Regions from separate parts of the Acanthopagrus latus genome. Here region 2 is linked to region 1. Evidence: chromatin contacts called from public Hi-C data. All regions are on one chromosome and are shown on one strand. The core of a region is the stretch at or near the end of the contact, and the rest is flanking DNA. Distances in the headings are between cores, read along the strand shown.

Region 1 (3,623 bases), core at 951-3,450:
AGCATTTGTTGATTTTGAAATGTGTTGTCTTTGTTATATTCCTGTTTTGTCTCTTGGTGGTTAAATACAATGGGGTTAAAACTACCAATATACGTGCTGATTTGAAAAGATTTGAGAAGCAAAGTTTCCGACTTAAAACAGTGAAGCCTCTCAGAAATGTGCAGTGTCCGTCTGTTTGGTCTTCACACACTCAGTTACATCACTCATGTCCTTCGGTATCTGTGTGTGTGTGCGTGTGTGTGTGTGAGAGATGCGCATTGTTTATCACATTTTGCGGAAAGCACAGCAGTTCAAGTCTGGGTCAGGAGGAGTAAATCTTTGGGTGGGTGGTGTTTGCTATGAACCCTGAGACCCTCCTCTGACCTTTGTGTGTGTGTGTGTGCGCGCGCGTGTGTGTGTGTGTGTGTGTGTTTGTGTGTTTGTGTGTGTGGTGGTGACATATATGTTGCTGTGGGTCATTGAGTCTATGTGTATGTTTATAGCCATTGACAAGCAGGAGGGTGTGTGTGTGTTACCGGAGTGGGGAGGGGGTAGAGCCAATAGATTAGCCAGGCTGGGATGATTGGGTTGAGGATTAGATGGATTCAGGAACAGACACGTCTGTTTACTCCATAAAGAAGACTTATAATAGGCTGATTGGCAGGGTTGATTACTCACACACACACACACACACATACACACACACACACACACACACACATGCAGGCACTTGAGCTGCACACACACATTCATTCAAAACCCCATATGTTGATTAGCTTATTATTGTTGCCTTTACAACACTCGTCATCTCCTTTCCCTCCCCTTCACTTGTATTCCAAATTCAGATGTGAAGTGTGACTCCCTCGGCTTCTTGGACACATTTCCCATTAGAACTGACCCAGAGAGCTTGCAATCAGAGAAGGTGTGTAACTAAACCCTCAGCATAGGCAAGTAAGTGGAGCCGCACTCAGGCAACTACCCCAAAGGCACGGGGAGTGCTCTGGTTACCCGGCTGTGTGTGTGTATGTGTGTGTGCGCATTGTTTCTACTTACCTGTCTTTATGTGTCACAGAAAGAGGTGAAGTGCAGGAGCTCAGAATAAAGCGCAGAGGCAGAGAAAGGCAGGATTATACACATGGCAGGTTAGAGAAAGCCAGAGAGAGAGAAGGAGAGGATGGGAGGAAAAAGCGACAGAGGGAGGCTTAAGATTACAGAGGCGAGCACCCTTTGTTGCTGAGTTCAGCTGTGATGGACGGCTTGTGTTTAGGGAAAGAGTGAAGGAGTCCTTCAGTGTGCTACCATAAAATTTACAGGACCGCTGAGGATGTTCTTCTTGACTGATCAAACTTTTGTCTGACGAACGAAGAGTCTGGACTTCAAGGAAGGTGAGGAAGAGGGTCAGAGTATTGGACGTGATCCAAAGATAGTAGGCAAAGGAGCCAAAGGAGGGGCAGAAAAACCCCAGGGAGTGCTAGTCAGGGGGTACCAGGTGATTAAGCCTTCAGGGTGAGTAACAAGTCAAGCAAGGACAGGAGTGAAGCTAGACGAGAGATCAACCGGAGGGAGAGGGACAGGGTCGACTGTAGGAGTGGAGACAAGCTGTCGAGATTAAAATTAGTCTACAGAGAAAAAGAGTTGATGGAGTCGGGACTAAAGACAGATCAAGGTTGACTCAAGTCTTTGCTGACTCTAACCTGATTAGGCTGACGAGAGGGAGCGGGTGGAGGAGAGCCGGGAGACCCGATCAGCCGAACGTGGGAGCCAGCAAGAGAAGGAGAGGAGAGAGAAAGAAAGAATTACATGAGGACGCTTGGTGAAAAAAGCCTCTTAAATCTGGGAGCTGGAATTAGAGCCGCAGAAACTGCAGAGGGGAAGCCACAAAACCACTGTAAGTAAATTAGGAGGCTGTAGCTGGAAAAATTTATAATGAAGCCATGGGCGGGGGAAGGAATTTGTGGTCTTGGGAGTGCTTTATATACTGTACCTTAATGAATTGATTTCCTGTCTTTAAGACTTTCTTATTTCATCATTCTCCATGACTTCATCTCCTTCCTTATTCCTCACCTCTTTTAAAACCCTTATCCCCCCTTTCACTCCTGCATCGCATGTAAGGTCTATTTACCTCTCATTTTCTCCTTTCCTAGCTCTTTCCCCCATCCCTAACTTGTGTCACCCCTTGTTCTCCCTTTGTCTCTCACATTCCTGAATCCACAGGTGAAGATGCCTGCTAATGGGAACCGTCCACTGAAGTTGCAGTTTGGTCTAATCAACCACGAGGGTCGCTACCTCACTGCTGAGTCCTTTGGCTTCAAGGTGCATACTGATATAAAAGAAGAATTATTACATATTTGCATGCTGTGCCATGTAGCTGTACTTTATTCTTTTAGCCACAGGGTTGTTGTAGTAAGGACTAATGATTGAAAGTCTTCATGTTCTTTGTTTGTTCAGGTGAATGCATCAGCACCAAGTTTGAAGAAGAAGCAGAAATGGACTCTAGAGCAAGACTCACAGGATACCCAGGTGGTCTACTTGCGCAGCCACCTGGGACGCTACCTTGCCTCTGACAAGGACGGCAGAGTCACCTGTGAGGCTGACGGGCACAATTCCGACTGCCGCTTCCTAATCGTGGCTCAGTCAGACGGTCGCTGGGCCCTGCAGTCTGAGCAGCACCTCCGCTTCTTCGGTGGGTCTCGGGACTACCTGTCCTGCTTTGCCCAGTTAATCACAGATGCCGAGCTGTGGGCAGTTCACCTGGCTCTGCATCCGCAGGCCAACCTGCTGTCGGTGGCCCGCAAACGTTATGCCCACCTCTCTATGGAGGATGGTGAAATCGCTGTGGATGTGAACATTCCCTGGGGGGTGGCATCGCTCCTGACCCTTGTCTACCTGGACGGGAAGTACTGCATTAAGACCTGCGACAGCCGCTTCCTTAGCAATGACGGGAAGCTCTTGATGGAGAATGGGAGGGCCACAGCGTACACACTGGAGCTAAAGTGTGGGAAGCTGGCCTTTAAAGACTGTGAGGGGAAGTATTTGTCCCCCATGGGGCCTACAGGCACCCTGAGGTCTGGACGGTGTTCCAAGCCGGGCAAAGATGAACTGTTTGATCTTGAGGAGAGCCACCCACAGGTGGTTCTGATGGCAGCCAATGGGCGATATGTCTCCATAAGACAAGGTAAGAAATCATCAGCAAGAGATGATAGTCACAGATCTGATTTTGCCCTGAAGCCTTGCATGCACACACAAGCTTCAACTCTTCCAGCTTTCTCAGTTCCTTTAAGTCTTACACTGAGTCCCAAATGTCTGATTAAACAGAGGGAGGCTGACCTCATGTGCCATTGAGGATGGTCACATGAGCCTTTAGCCGACACAAACTGACCTACACACATACATAATATAGCAGGGGGTAACAAATACTACTACTACTACAGTTACTACTACTCACCTATATACAGTACATACTATACACTGCACAGAGCTTACAATTCACCGGAAGTACATTAAATTGCGGACGCGCTACTGAATATTCATGGTTAAGGGGATAGGCCAAACTAATGACTGACAACTGATAAGGGATGCGTGGTAATTATGGGTAATGTAGTCTGCACATCAACATGCATTGACATCCCATTGGACAGTAGCAT
Region 2 (3,657 bases), core at 598-3,097, 150 kb before region 1:
CACTTTGTTTCATAGTCACACACAACAAAGACAGAGAGAAAGTGTGGCAGGAAGTGGGCTGACAAACTTGACAGCCCATTTGTTCCTAAGACCAGACTGTGATCACAATGACGTTAGGACTGAATGTATGAATACTCCTCCCTTTTAACCCTGTTTTGTAGAGGTTGGAGGGGAATGCCTCGCACAAAGTGTTTAGCCCAATGATGTCTTTCTGCAAAGACAGACGGTTTAAAAACAATTTTAGTATTTGTGCCTAAACCTGTAAGACAATTAATTAAAAGACTGATGCAGTCATTCAACATGCCGAGATAGTGTTTATGTTCAACCGAGCGTCCATCGATATCATGAGGAAGTTGTCTGGCTTTTACAATAGCACAGTCACTTATTAGGTAAATTTCCCTTCACAGTGATGTTCTAGTATGATGAGGGCATAAACACAGCAAGATTAAAATGAAGCACAGTCATCAAGCTGGTTGAATCATGTTGTGTTACACCAAAGGTTTTTTTTTTTTTTTTTTACATTTTGCGTTTCTATGTCTTCATTGATGTTTACTGAGTATTAGAAACGCCTATATGCAAAAGTCAACATCAAACAACATCTGACTGTTTATGACATCATTTCAATGAATCATGACAAAGTGAAGCATGATAATTTCTACTTGAGTGAAAACCTCTGTGCTGTTGATGAATTCAGTGATGATGTATTGGGGATGAAATCATGCCAGGGGTTTTTATTATATACAGAATATTTAATCAGGTCGTTATAGGGCGTGTACAGCCACATGTGTTTCCTGAAATGCAACTAGCAAACAGTATATAATGCAAGACAAAGGAGATCCAGCTTGACAAACTACAACATCATTGTATTGGTTGCATGTGAATGCATTATATTAATATCGGCCTATTATGACTTGTATTAAAACAAACATTGGTCATTCTGTATACGTGAACGTCCACTGACTCTGTTGCTCATGTGTTAAATACAGAATATACTGCTACTTTGGTGAATAATCTAAAGAGCTACTCCTGCCGCTGTGTACAGTCATCACATGGGGGACGCGTTCAGGGACGGATGAGTGTCTGGGAACCATTTATTTCCACATTCGCGAGTACGCGCACTCGGCCGCAGGTGACCCACCTGTTTGAAGCAGAAGGGCATGGTGAGCACGCTCACTCCGACGATGCTGTTCACCACGTTCATGATAAGACCCCAGTTGGACGCCGTCATTTTGAGCCCCCTTGTTGACAGGAAACCCCCTTCGATAAGAAAAATGTCAAACGACACGTCGACAGCAGCTCATTGAAGGTGCACGGTGCAGTTTGACCGTGTGCCTGCCTCGGGGCGGAGGGGACTGGGGGACTATATTCCGGGTGTGTTTTTCTGACTCCTCCGCCGATCAATGACGTGGCGCTCTGGGAGAAAACACAAGAGACAACAACTGAGTTTGATGTTCGACTCGCCTGAAGCTTTCGTCATTCTGTAAAACACACACTAAACAAACAGAAACACGAGTATAAACTATATTACCGCACTAAAATCAGTATTTTCGCTAGCAGGCAAACGCTGCTGTTACAAACATCCGTGAACCGTTAGTAACGTTACTTTTTCACCTTTCTCCTCGACTTCAGCGCCTCCGCCTCGCTGGCCTGTTTACGTTATCATCGGTAGTTTCCTCACACAGAACGGTCATATGTCGTTGAAAACCGCGTCTTGGTTTGAGTGTGTTTACACGCTACAGGTTAGAAGAAACTCTGTGTAGGATTACGATGTCAAAACCTGGGTGTTCTTTCTGAAAGCGTATCCAGGAAGTGGGGACTGTAGTCGAGGAAGTGACCGAAGACAACACGGCGCGCTGCTGTCAGACTGCTGAAAGACTCGGGCGCCCACTAGTGGTCACATGAGGGACATGACTCTGGTACCATTAGTTGTACTTGTTTGCTTCTAGCATGTTCACCGTTATTCTCATATTTTCTTAGGAACTCCCTGTAGCCATGTACTTTAGTTGAGTATTTACTTTTAATGCTACTTAAATTAAATTATACTCCACCACAGTTAAGTACTGTACTTTTTACTCTTTACTATACCTACAAATTACTTGTCAGAAGATTTTACTTTAAAAAAACATGTGATAACCTTGGAAAATACAATGTAAAGGATTAAATGTTTCAAGCTTTCAGCTTTTGACCTCTAACACAAACAGTCTCTGCTTATGGCCTTTGTCAAAGTAACCACTAACTACAGTTATCAAATAATTGTAGAGGAGAAAAAGTGCTAATTTGGCTCTACAGTGTGGTGGTAGAAAATAGAAATACTGAAGTAAAGTACAGTACTTGAGTAAATGCATTTAGTCACATTCCACCGCTAAAGAGTGATTTTCATCTTAACTTTTCAGACACTTTCCTTTAGTTTTCATCGTAAATTAATTGGTTTCAGGTTTGTTTTTTGAGAAAAAAATTCCCTGATTCCAGAGAAATGTAAATATTGATAGTAAACTGAATATATTTAGGTAATGGACTAAACAAGTCATTTGAAGATGTCATGATGAGATTTGGGAAACACTGATCAGTATTTGTCACCATTCTCTGGCATGTTACAGAACAAACAACTGGTCGATTAATTAAGAAAAATAACTACAGATTAAACAACAATGAGAAGTAACAGTCAGTTAAAGGCCTAATTTATATAGAACGGATGAAGTCCCTATGAATATCTTTGAAGGTCCCATATTATACTGTTTTTCATCAATTTCACACAGCTGTCAGAGGTCAAACAACACTGTATTTGATATACATTGCCCCAAACGCATGCGTGGTCTTGAATTTCAGCAGTTTAAAAGTCGCTCTATAGAGCTCTATTCAGAGCGGTCTGTGCGTCTGCACCTTTACTTGGAGAGCCCTGCCTGCTACGTCACTCTCAGGGAGAGGATGCCGCTTGCGTTAGCAGTTAGCATGCGCTAATGTTTACGGTGGATGTATCGCTATGGCTCGCGGAGATTTTTTCGCTCAGCCATACCAGTTTGACCCAGAATTGGACCCAGAAGGAGAGACTCGCTTCAAACGCCACTGCATAGCGGACCATAGCGGAGCTAACTCGTTAGCCGCCTTCAGGCTGACTTAACCATACTCGTAGGAAACTGTAAATACTATCAAACCGCGACCACACTTTCCGGTGGCTTGGATGCAATTGCTGGGTCTGGTATGGTTGGGACTGATCTTCGTACTGATCCACGTTACAGAATATTGGCACTGATGTTGATTTTTACAACCAACAACAGAGCTATTTGCGTGTTCAGCCCCTAGCGACGACATTGCGAAACTCTGCTGTCTCACTGCTGGACACACCGAACTTCACCTCGGGAATGAACACCTCCCTCTCAGATATCTCTGCACAGAGGAGGCCGGCGTATGAAAATGGCTCCTTTCGTTACGTAATGAAAGAAGCTGAATCTGAACAGCCTGTAGGAGCGCCGTGTTACCAGTGGGTGGGCTGCAGAGACCATGCAGGAATCGCTTGTTTTCCTCATTCTGGGAGTTGGCAGGCTCAGGGAGGACCAGCTTATATATGTAGAGACCAGAGAAAACGTGTTTTTCATAATACGGGACCTTGAAAAAAAAAAATAAATAAAAAAAAAATAAAAGATTAGAGAATAAAATAGA

The links. Hi-C and Micro-C count contacts between places; a contact is called where the count stands out from the background.
Region 2: a contact with region 1 is called in a Hi-C map of muscle, with 3 times the contacts expected there. The contact joins the promoter of slc38a10 here to the promoter of fscn2b in region 1. A contact is called at or near these places in 3 of 4 Hi-C or Micro-C datasets (liver and muscle).

The regions. Positions count from the first base shown.
Region 1 is chr20:8,896,448-8,900,070 of fAcaLat1.1, reverse strand. It overlaps fscn2b (fascin-2b), which reads left to right and starts at 2,200. Exons shown (of 6, transcript XM_037081716.1): 1 at 2,200-2,292; 2 at 2,428-3,154. The coding sequence starts at 2,200.
Region 2 is chr20:9,041,491-9,045,147 of fAcaLat1.1, reverse strand. slc38a10 (putative sodium-coupled neutral amino acid transporter 10) reads right to left here and starts at 1,847. Exons shown (of 18, transcript XM_037080678.1): 1 at 1,612-1,847; 2 at 1,139-1,413. The coding sequence starts at 1,228.